Regions from separate parts of the Canis lupus genome. Here region 2 is linked to region 1. Evidence: chromatin contacts called from public Hi-C data. All regions are on one chromosome and are shown on one strand. The core of a region is the stretch at or near the end of the contact, and the rest is flanking DNA. Distances in the headings are between cores, read along the strand shown.

Evidence for each region. A called contact is a pair of places that touch in the nucleus more often than the background predicts.
Region 2: a contact with region 1 is called in a Hi-C map of amygdala, with 8 times the contacts expected there. The contact joins two enhancer-like sites. A contact is called at or near these places in 2 of 9 Hi-C or Micro-C datasets (amygdala and skin fibroblasts).

What each region holds. Positions count from the first base shown.
Region 1 is chr7:6,628,610-6,634,469 of UU_Cfam_GSD_1.0, forward strand. It overlaps PLXNA2 (plexin-A2), which reads right to left. Exons shown (of 32, transcript XM_038542031.1): 31 at 5,591-5,741; 32 at 4,284-4,808. The coding sequence ends at 4,713. Among named protein-coding and RNA genes, the nearest start is that of CD34, 110 kb to the left of the region's middle. Within about 2 kb of position 3,027, at least 6 of the 20 cell types and tissues checked have an H3K27ac peak or open chromatin away from gene starts, as enhancers often do.
Region 2 is chr7:6,838,933-6,844,792 of UU_Cfam_GSD_1.0, forward strand. No RefSeq gene overlaps it. Among named protein-coding and RNA genes, the nearest start is that of PLXNA2, 3.3 kb to the left of the region's middle. Within about 2 kb of position 3,724, at least 2 of the 20 cell types and tissues checked have an H3K27ac peak or open chromatin away from gene starts, as enhancers often do.

The DNA of each region.
Region 1 (5,860 bases), core at 1,777-4,276:
TGGGTTTGGATAGGAGACGTTGGGGGGAGAGGCAGGTGGGCCCAGGTCCCTAGTTTCATGGTATGAAGAGCTTGTCCCTTGTTCTCCAACACGTTGCTAACGTCTGCTCTGTAGGGGGACCGTGTGCCGTTATGCTCGCCACCTGTAACGTTAACGCGGGGGACAAACAAAGCCAAGGTCAGGGCCTCCCCTGAAATCCCAAGGTGCCTCTCATCTTCCTTGAGGCAAGACAGGAGGGGCGGGCTGGGCTGCAGAAGGGACGGAAGGGATGGAGCCCAGTCTCAAGGTGGAGCCTGCAACCATGAGGAGGACAGGGGAACCGAGCGGGCTGTCCCCGCGAGGTCGGGCCTCCATCGGGCTTACGGGGCGGAGGCCCTGTTTGACAAGCAGTGGTCTTGACCAGTCAACAACCATGGACAACCTGATACCACGAGTGAGATCTCTCTTTCCTTCCTGCTGTCACTGAGCCCCGGTTGCTGAAATGTCCCTCTTTGGGAAAACCGGGAGGAAAGCCAGAGACGGGGAGGACAGACTTTGGAGTCCCCGAGAGGGCACTGCCATTTTCTCCAAGCCTGAGACAAGGCATCAAAAGTCCTTGAACTTCGTCTCCCAAGTGTCCCCGTGGCATCTGCTTCCGCAGCCCCGGACTCATCACCCCCTCGCCCCTGCTCCCAAGAGTCTCAAGGCTTTCCTGTCAGTGGCCAGGCCTTGGGGAGCCTCCATCCGAGGTCAGCCAGGGTGGCCTCCCCCGGGAGCAGCTGCGGGGTCGTGGAGGCCCGTGTGGTACCTGGGATGCACCTGGGGATGGATCGGCTGGCGGCTGTCCCCGGTCTCCTTCTGTTCTGTCCGGATGGTGTCCAGCCCACACCCACATCCCTGGCTTCGGCTTCGTGCTCAGCAGGGCCAGAGGCCTCGGATGCGATTCCTTGTCCTCATTCGGAGGAAGTGAAGGAAGACCAGGGGCTCAAGAGGCAAGGGGATATGCCACCAGAGGCGACAGCAGCTGTGGAAGCCAGAGAGGCCCTCACTGCAGAAGGAATGTTCCAGAATAAGGCAGGGCCGCTGGGTTGGCCGCCTTCCTCTTCCCTCTCTGGCCCTCTTCTGCCAAGCTGTGCCCTCCGCAGGTGGTGGGGAGACCTGTGCCTGCTGCGGGGGCCGGCGGCTGGGATGATGCCCCTCTGCTAGAAGAAGGTCCTTCTTGGTCTTGTTCCCTGCTGTTCTCAGCACCCTGAGTGCCCCTGGCAGGCAGCCGCCCCGTAGGAAGGCCACCTGACCGGGCGCAGGAACCCGTCTCCACCCTCGGGTGAGGCCAACGTTGGAGCCGCACTCTTGGTGATTGAACTCTGCAAGGAAGGGGGGCTCTCTGCAGTCAGCGGTGGATGGGAAATGATCTGAGAGACGCTGTGGGGGGACGGGGGAGGGCAGGCCCCGAGATACCTGCCCCCCCACCCCATGTTGAGAGTAGAGGGGCAGCGGGCCGGGTGGGGGGGACCTGCTCCACGCACAGGGGACATCCTGTCCATCTTCGTCTCGTCCATCAGCACCTTCTGTCTGGCCAAGCGCATTCCTGGGGTTCTTTTCCAGCGAATTGTCTCTTGTGCAGAGTAGTGACACAAGTGAAGCTGTTCTGATGTCTGAGAGACACCTCCCTTCCTGCCTCCCTCCGGGTTGGAAGGCCTCCTGTGGGGTAGGGGCTGTGACTTTTTCCCTACGTGAGGTCAAAATACCTTCCAGTTGGCTAAGAGTGAGGAGAGAGGCCAACTGAGTCCCTGTCCTGCCCATTCTATAGGCGTGGGCTCCGTTGGTTCTCGATGGCCCAAAGGCAAGAGTTGGTGGAGGAGGCAGACGGGAAGCTGCAGAGGAGGCAAGGCGACAACCTTTCCCCGTCACGGCCTAGCTCGAGTCACACCGAGTTCTCCTTTCTCGGACTCCCTTCCTCACAGACGCCCCCGGGCCACTTCCTTTGCCATCCCAACTTGCCCAACACTCTCATGGAATCCCAAGAAGTGTGGCCCACCCGCTCATGGCAGCTCTGGCCCCTCTCCCATCCGCGCTCCAGCTGACCATTCCCCCATCTTTCTCTACACTCTCCAGAAGCCTTCCACGAAGCAGCCCCAGGGCCGTGAATGGTCACCCAAAGACGCCCCTGGGAGACGCTCAGATCGGTGCATAGAGGCAAGGGTCGAAACACCAAACTTCCTTCTACTTCTTGGTGGAGCAAAACCCCGGATGCTAGTCTGCGTAGCAGTGTGATCAGAGAAGATTCGTGCTGGGAAGTAACGTACGGTGGGCTGGGATTTTATTGTGGGTGGCACCGAGCCCCCCTCCCCCCCATTCCTCTTGCACGTATCTTCTCTCCTTTCATCGCCATTAATCACAGGCTCTGAGCTGATAAGCTTTGGGTGCTATGAAGAGCAAACACTTTGGCTTAGTGCGGAAGGCCAGTCATTAGTATTTTTTTCAGGCTATTAATAGGGCCCAGAGAAACTTTAGCAGAAGTGGATTATCAGAAGAAAGTGGCCTTGGCATGGCTGGTTGTGAATTATAATGAAAACAGCGAGTTTCCTGAGTATTTTGCTGAATGCTTTTCTCTTTCCCTTTGTCAGCTGCATTCAGGCAAGAAACTGGAGCTGAGGAGACCAGGCGATGTCTGCTGTGCGGTTAGCACAGCGATCCAGAGCCACACGCCAGGGATGGAAGCCAGCCCTCAGAGCTCCCCCTCCCCCAGCCCTTTCCTGGGAATCCAGTGTGGTCAGCAGAGCCTTTGGAAATTGGAATTGTTTGGAGGTAAATCAGGGCACAGAGAAGCTGGGGCCCAGAGTTAATTACAGAGGAAATGACCCTGGTCTGGTCTCTCCGGGGCCGGCTGGTCCAGTTTCCCAGCACCGCAGCCCCTTGACAAGTAGAAGGTGGGAAGGGGAGGATGGTCCTCTCCTGTCTGCCCCCTTCCCACCCCTTTGCCTTTCTCTTGCCTTCCTTCTCCCTCCCTCTGATGCTGTTTTCAGAGAAGCCAGAGCTGCCTGCTTGGATCCGTGCCGGTGTGGGAGGCCTGGAAACTCGGAAGGCTGTCCAGGTCACCAAGATCTTGCTGCCAACAGAGCCACCTTCCTCTAGATGATTCCCACTGGCTTTCATGGGGCTTCTGGACCAGGGTGTGGGGCTTTGGTCTCTTTGTTTAGAAACTACACTCAGGAGAGCTGGTCATCCATGGTTTTAGGTGTCAGCAGAAGAGAGAGAGAGAGAGAGAAAGAAGCCCAGTGAGAAGCCACCCACTTGTCCTTCACACTCATAAGGACACGGGAGGCAGGAGAAGCAAGAAGACAGGAACGTGGGTAGGCTACAGTCATTTCTGCTGAGGCAAGTGCTCAGACGATCAGGAGCTTCCACATATGAGCGGAGGGTTGTCTCCCCTCTGCAGGCACAAGAGAACGAGAGAAAGAAAGCATCACGGTAAATACAGCCGCCTCTTTAACCTACGCTCTTCAAGTATTGCTTGCTGTAAACAGTGTTTGGTTTTTGCTTTCGCTTTCATTGCAAGAAACCACTGGCAGATTGGAGTGGAGTCTAAAGCCAAACACCCACGTCCCCAGGTCAGCTCCCAAACGGAATCTCCTGGAGGCCTGGGCCGCATACTCCGGGCCCTTTCCCCAGGGTGCCTGGTGTAGGACAGAGAGCCATGTGAGGCAAAGCTGCCCAGTTGTCCTCGGGGAGGCCAGGCGTCCGGGAGAGGCCCACCGCTCCCCACCTCTGAGAGTAACTTTAGGGGAACCAAACAGAAAAGTACCAAAGATCAGCTCCTCAATTCTTGAGGTTTGAGATTAAATAAAACAAAAACAAACAAAAAACAGTAGCAAAAAAGCATCGGTACTCTACAGACACATATCTCCTCTCTGGAGAGGAGAATATACATGTGTGTGGTGCGTAAAGCTCGATTCCCAGTCGGCCAGGTCGAGCCCCTCCGTGGCGCCACTGTCCGTGCCGAGTCCCGCAGTCGCCGTGCTCCTCGGGCTGCTGCGCTCCTCCGGCCGCTGCCGTAATTCCAGGTTTCACTGGCCTCGATTTTTGCGAAGTGTTTGGTGTGAACTTGTGCTCATTCTCCTCCTTCTCGTGCTCTTATGATTTCCAGGGAAAGCAAGGGATCGCTTTCCCCCCAGTTTCCCTCCGCTTCTCTTGGTAGGCTTTCTCTGGCATTTGGAAACAGGAGTCATTCGAGGAAGGGGAGGTGGGGGGGGCGGGTGGAGGAACGGGGATTGAAATCAGATTGAAACAGAAGTGGGACGGGATTAACAGGGAGGCTTTTTGTTTCGTTTTATTTCTGTTTTTTTTTTTCCTTTTTCTTAAAAAAAATTAAATAAAGTTCTCATTATTTCCCCAATATACATCAAATGAGTTTTCATGCAAAGCAGCAGTCACAGAGGCAGAACTGTCCCCAGTTCGTGCCTCTCGGCTTGAAGAACCGCCTTCCCTGCGCCCCTGCCTCCTGCGGTTCTCACTGTGGGTGGACGATGCCCGCCTCCTCTCCCTGCGGGAGCCGGCAGGTGCCGGGGCCCTGGCTGGCGTCGGGGGAGGGGCCCTCCCCTCTCCCCAGGATGGGGTCCCAGGGGACAGCAAGCTCTGGGGGGGCTGATCCCCTTCACTTGTCCTTCCGTCTGAGACTCCCGGTGTGGCAGCTTTCACAGGCCCCTCTTCCTGGGAACGTGAGGCTCCATCTCTCAGCTCTCGATGGACATGGCATTTATGAGCTGTTCCACCTTGTACGCCAGCCGCTGTCGCCGGGCCTGCTCATCCTGCTCCAGGGCCCCGATGAGCTGAGGAACAACAACAACAACAAAACAAAGGTGGGGAAGACTTCAGGATGCCGTTCAGAGGCTCCTCATTTACAGAATCCTGCATCCTTCCAACTGCCTTTCCATTCTGCCCCAACGAACATAAGCTGAAGGAATGCAAATGATTGAATATACACACACGTATGCCCGTGTGCGCATGTGTACGTACGTCTACACATACACACGTACGTGTCTCTGTCGATATAGATCTTAAAACAATGTGTTTAAAGCAATAGCTCGCATGCGCGACAAAGTGCTGTGTAGTTATTAGCTATTATCACGATTATGATTACTTCTAATGCTAATTTTAGGCACCATGCCAACGCAGGCCTCGCAAACGCTCCGGAGCCGTCCCACGCGACCCCTGCCCCGTCAAGGTCCACCTGCGTCCCTGAAACATAACTGACAGGATCTGCCCAAGTGCAAAGAACAGTCTGATTCACTGTTTAAGAAAGGATGAAATGAATTGTACAACACTTGGAGAGGGAAAACAATTATGTTATTAAGAGTGTTATTTATCGTATTAACAATGAGTGAAAGACAATGGAATGTGTAAGAAAGCGTTGGATGAATCAGAGAGGAGAGGCTGCTGTCTAAGGGAATGGTAATGAGTCTTGAGCTCATGGGTTTTGGACTCTAGTCCATGACTGTATGTTTTCTAAATTACCCTCTGTCGCTGTTATCGAGGGGCCGAGCCAGGCGCTCTGCGTAACTGTCTTTCTGGCTGCGTGTGGGTCTCTGTCCCCTCCCGGGCCCCGCCTTACCTCTTCGCTGTACTTGCTGACATAGGAGTAGATCTCATTGAGGGCGCTCAACATATTGAACTCCACCGCGTGCAGACGGGACTGCTCGGCCAGGTAGGCGTTCATGTCCTGGTCACTGATGGCGGGGAGCTTGGCGATGTCCGCATAGTATCTGGCGTAGAGAGGACCGGCTTCTTAACGGGGGCCCAGCACGTTCATCTGCCCTACCCTGACCTCAGGCCCCTGGAGAGCATCAGATGTCCCCAGTCGCTCCTGCCTCCGTATTTCTTT
Region 2 (5,860 bases), core at 2,474-4,973, 210 kb after region 1:
CCGGCGCGGACGCCGCTGCGCCCGGCGGCTCCGGCGGCTCCGGCGGCTCCGGCAGCTCCGGCTCCCGCGGTGGCGGCGGCGGCGGCGGCGGCGGCGGAGCCCTGAGCGCCGGCCTCCCTATATTACCATGCAGCTCATTATCATAGAGGCCGCGCGCGTTAACCCGCTCCCTGCCGGCCGCGCCCGGGGCCGCCCCCGCCCCTGGCACCGCCGCGCGCCCCCCCGCGCCCCCGCCGCGCCCCCGCCGCGCCCCCGCCCGCCCCGACCGCCGCCTCCGCGAGCTGTCAACAAAGGACAACCGGGTTTGGCACCCGGAGGCCGCCGGGCTGCACGCCCTGCGCCCTGCGCAGCCCGGACCCGCCGGCCACCTTAAGTGGCCAAGGGGGCAACGAAATCCTGCAAGGGGCGGGGGCGCTGGGGACTGGGGGGAGGCCTTGAGACCGCAGCCCGCCAGCACCCCCCATCGACTCCGCACCCCCGCACCCCCCAGTGCGCGGAGCCCAGCACGCCCGCCCGCCCGCCCGCCCGCCCGCAGAGTAGGTGAGGGCAGTGGGGAGGTGCCCCCCCACCTCCCCTTAGCACCACCTGTCACCGCGTCCATCCCGCACACGTCCCTCTTCATCTTTAATGCGAGTGACGGGGTGAGTGGGGAGGAGCGGGTGCGGCCCGTGGGGTTGAGAACAGAGGGCCTCGGAATTGGAATTGGTGGCAGCAAATGCCCCCCCCCCCGCCCCCCGCCCGGCCTCGCTCGTGGATTTCTAAAAGCCAACACGCTGTCAGGTGAGGTCTGAAGTTGTTATGAATTATTGTTTTTGTGATGCAAAGGTGAGCTTTTGCTCTGAAGCTGGAGCGTCCAGCTCTATTTGGGATCCTGGGCACCTGGCAAGGCTTGGGGGGTGAGGTGAGGTGCGGTGCGGTGGGGTGCGGTGGGGTGGGGGGCCAGAGGGGCGCTTTCCACATTCAGGCCCCACCGAGCTTGTCTGGCAGGGGGAACCAGAGGTGGAGGTGAGATAACTTATTTTAATGACCTAAGGTGAGCTGTCTCTGGATTCCGGATGGCGATGCCTCGGTGCCTTTACGACCATTGATTCGGTGCCATGTAGTCTCCTGGTGTCCGCAGGGCCTGGACGTGGCTTTCCGAAGGAGGCCTGCAAGCTAGACCCCAGTGAGCTCGCAGGATCTGCGTAGTCCCTGCTCGAGCCGAGAGCACAGCGAGTTTACTCAATATGTTCAAGTATTCGGATAAGCTCCATCTACTGCCCTCTCGTGGCCACAGTCCTCAGTGGTATAAACAGAAAAAATTAAATTAAATTAAAAAAAAAAAATCACTCCTGGGAAGCCTGGAGGGAGTCCATGAAATTCCCTGAGCAGGAGCGTAGGAAAAGGGGTGGTGGTAGTTGGGCATTTAGGCCCGCGAGGGGTCTTACACAGTCGTCCACTCAACACCGTGTAGGATGTGTGTGCAGGAAACTCTAGGCTTTCCTTCATCGACTGAAATTACTTAATTCTTCAAAAGTTCTCTCATCATTGTAATTAGCTGAAATTTATCTCCTTGTGACTTTCACTGGTTATTCCTGGTTGTGTCCTGTGGAGCCACATAGAATCTGTCTAAGCTCTTTTCCCTGATCCATACCTGCTTTTTTTTTTTTCCTTCACACTTCTTTGGTGTTTATTGTTGGCACCCCTCCAGGCAATTATCATAAGTTACCCCATATTATTATTTATTTCTCTTTATAAGTAGGTCTTGTCTCCCCATCCAGACAGTCTTGTCTACCCTCTTATCTCTGAGTAGACTGAATATAAATCGCAATTTATTAAAGAATATGATTTGAAGAAGATGCTAGGAATTTTGGAACAGCATTTCTCCCATCTGATTGATACGTGGAACATCAGTCTGGCCAAATACACCCAACACAGCCAGCGGTAGGGTTGAAAACACCCAACTGATAAAGCTTGTGGCTGAAAATTAGGACCTTCTGGTTCTAAATCAAATGCTCTGTGACCCTGGAAGGGGGTCACGTCTCTACCCCATGCCTCAACTTAATCACATCTTGGGAAGATTATCATAAAATTTAAATACTCGTCCAATACCACCTCCCCCACCCACGATCCAGAAATAAAGGCTAGAACCAGGAGCAAAGACAGGGTAAAATGAAACAGATCCTTCTACTCACCCCATGCTTCGTCCTCAGCCATCCCTGTGCTTCCCAAATGAAGGGAGAGGGCGAGAGAGCAGGGAAGAGAGAGAGGAGACAGGTGAGAGAACACACTGCAGGCAGCATGACACAGTGTCACCAAGTTCCCACATCGTCACTGGACAAGGTCTAAGATCTGAGTCCTGTGAGGTTATGGGGGTACCTACGGTCAGCACAGCAGCTGGAGGAACACTAATCTGGTCTACTGGGCGGTACCCTGGTGGAAGCCCACTTAACATCTCTGGGCCTCAGTATGTCCATCTAGGAGATGGGACTTTCTACCTTCAACCTTCAGATAGTTGATGGAATTAAAATAGACCTATGTAAAACCATTGGAAGAATTAATAACATCATTAAAATGGAAAGATTTGTTCATATTTTTAGTCCCAATAGGCTAGAACAAATATGGACCTTATTAGTTAAGCACATAATTATAACAATATATCTTGGGAATTAAAAAATAACAACTGGAGTTCATGATTTGTATTGAAATATAACATCCCATGAGGCGATGACAATATAAATGAGCCTTTGGTCTTTAAAGGGGTTTCACTAAGCACGTCCCTAGATCACTGGGAATTCATTCATTCATTCCACAAATATTACTTATTAACAATAAGTTTATGATATTTCCTCTTTTAATGGAATTGTATACAGTACATGACCATCTCTTCCACGAGTATTTTTTAAAGACATCATGCTACCGATCATGCTAATAGGCTCCATACCCCTCAGACCTGCCTATGTTTTTCTGGAACTTGAGTTTTCTGGTATCTATCTAGACTTTTGTGTCTTCTTCCTCATCCTGTCCAGCTGGTGTCAAACCCGTAGTCCCTGGGGGCCCACGGAACCTCAACCCGATGCCTTGCAGTCCATCCTTCATTTCCACAAGGGCAGACAGTCACAGCCCAGCACAGTTCTGGACAAGCAGTGGGTATTTAATAAATACTTATCGAATCAATGGATGGAAAGATGGATGGATGGATGAATGGATGGATGGATGGGTGGATGGATGGGTGGATGGATGGGCATCTGTTTATCTTATGTCAAATACTCATCTTTGGAAAATCCTTGCAAGCCCAACAGGGTTCTCCTCCACCGCAACCCACGCACCTCAGCTGGTCGCCGTGCTCCTGAAGCCTCACTCTTGCAAAGCCACCTGTGGCTGCTGCACTGTTAACCCGGGCCCCCTGCTTATTCTTTGTTTGTCACTAGATGGGTGACTTGGGGAAAAAGATTAGACAAGTAGAAGAGGACAAGGCAACAGCATTCTAGAAATGGAGCTGAAGGTTTTTTCGTGTGTGTGTTGGGGGGTGAGTAAAATGATTAAGTATTTTTCCTGCAGAGGGCAAGTCTGACTGAGCAGGCCTCCTCAGGCTCTGGAAAGCGAGCCTTAGACTTTGGGGAGAATAGGCCCAAATGGGCAACCGGCCGATCCCCAGAGGGAGTCCTCTCTCTGCCACTGCAGCAGCTCCAGCCCCACAAATAGACGCCAGCGCAGTAGCCCCTCAGATCCCGGGAGGTATTTTTGGTGCTGGAAGCCAGCCACACTTTGGCAGGCTTTCAGCATTAAGTCTGCTCCCTTTCAGAGGTGGTGGTGGGGGGGGTTGAGGGGGGTGGCAAGCCATCGCGTTTTGCATGGGAACGCTGCCTGCGAGTGTGTGTGTGTGTGTGCATATATTTAGGGTGCCTGGAGTGGGATGGGGGCTGGGCCTGGGAGGCCGCGTGACCTGACTGGTGGTCGGAGGTCGGGGTTCATGCTTGCCACTGCCATCGTGTGACCTTCGGGTGGTGCGTGATCTGTACCCAGGCTTGCGTCTAGCTCCCAAAGCTCAGGCCACTGCCGCCACCACCATCTCGAGCTATCTCTCCTCCAAACTCATGTCCCCTCTCACTTGCCCTCACCCCGAGACTTCACATTTCGAGACAGGGACACATTCCCCTTGTGGGTGGGCCCCTCTGTCTCCCATGCCGTACTTCACCTTGGCCCAGCGGACACTGTCAGGCAGCCACAGTGCAGAAGCAGCAGCCTCCTCTACCCCCCACATTGTTAGGAACAAAGGGATTGTTCTGACGGGCCAAACTGGAGCGTGTGGGCCAAGTCCCATGAATGGAGGAGAGGCTGCTGGGATGCCAGAGTGGTGAGCCTCAGGCTAGGCAGTGGGGACACGGGCCCAGGACACAGCAACGGGGCACCTGCTCCGGGGTTCTCAGTACCATTCATAAAGATGTCACCCCCCTCCTGCCTCCCCTCTCATCTCTTCACAAATCCCGCTTTCCTGTGTACTTTAAACAGTAGCGAGCCTGTTAAGGCTCCAGATCAAACAAGGCAGGATTTCACTCCTTTCTCACTAAACCTCCCACAAGCGGAGCTTATGTCCTGTATACCTCGCCCTCTTTGCCGAAGCCCCTCCTCCCTCCCATCCTTCTAGTATGCTGTTCTGCGAGGACAATATTCTCTGGGAGGCCCAGCCAGTTGCAGCCTAAACCCACCTAAGCAATTCCCTGGAACAATCCACGGGAATCCTTCATGCACACGGGAGGAGGTTGGGCGGGAGTTTGGACTGCTGGGCTTTGGGCGTGGAAGGTGAGGGCTGGGCGAAGTCCTCTGCTCACCATTTTGGCCGCTGCTCTGGGCCTGGCACTGGGAGTCAGAGAAAGGGCCTTTCTCTTCTATTTTTTTCTGAGAGGTTCCAAAAAAAGGAGACACTATTCATTTGGTCCTGCAGTCCCTGGCTAAGCCCCTCCGTGCCTCAGTTTCCCCATCTATGAAGTGGAAACAGTATCCGTCGCCTCGCATACTCTGCTTGACAAGAATCAGATAAGATACTGGCTGTGAATTGGAGCCAGTTATGCAGGCAGATGGGGAGGTTGTCTTAAAACCTAGCGATTCCTTCCAGAGCAAACTTCCCTTCCCCACCGCTGTGAATTGCAGTTCATGCTCTTGTTCGGTTTTCCAGGGAAAATAGCTGGGCTTGTTAGAAAAATCCTTGTTGGCTCAGTCGGTTAAGCGTCTGACCCCTGGTTTCAGCTCAGGTCTTGATCTCAGGGTCCTGGGATCGAGGCCTGCATTGAGCTCCCTGCTCAGCAGGTAGTCTGCTTCTCCTTCTCCCCCTGCCCCTCCCCACCACTCGTGTGCCCTCTCTCTCTCTCTCTCTCAATCTCTTGCTCTGTCAAATAAATAAATAAATAAAATCTTAAAAAAAAAAAAAAAAGAAAAGGAATGCCCTTTGGCTTGTGGGGTGGCTGCATTGCCTCCCCATCACTTTGGGCCTCTTTCCCTCCCACGCCTCCACTAGAAAATGCTACAGACTAAAATGGATTCTGTGTCTAACCTCGCCCCCCAAAAGCACAAAGCACATCCACATGGGAGTTGGTGCTTCTTACTAGGCAGCCCACATACACCCACACCTCCAGGCGGGCAGAGTGGCCTGGGTGCCTCGGTGCACACTCCTTAATTGTACAGGAATTAGAACGGAGTGGACCTCCATGGCCTGAGTTGCATTACCAGGTTGCTCCTTTGAGGTCCTCCTCTGCTCGGTGGCCCTCGCTTGCCAAGAAGCCCCACACTGATCTCTGGGCTCCGATGGCCCAGGCTGGCTCAGGTGACGGTTGCTCTCGGAGATTCAGCTGGAACTGGGCCTCCAGGCTTTCTGAGGATCCTG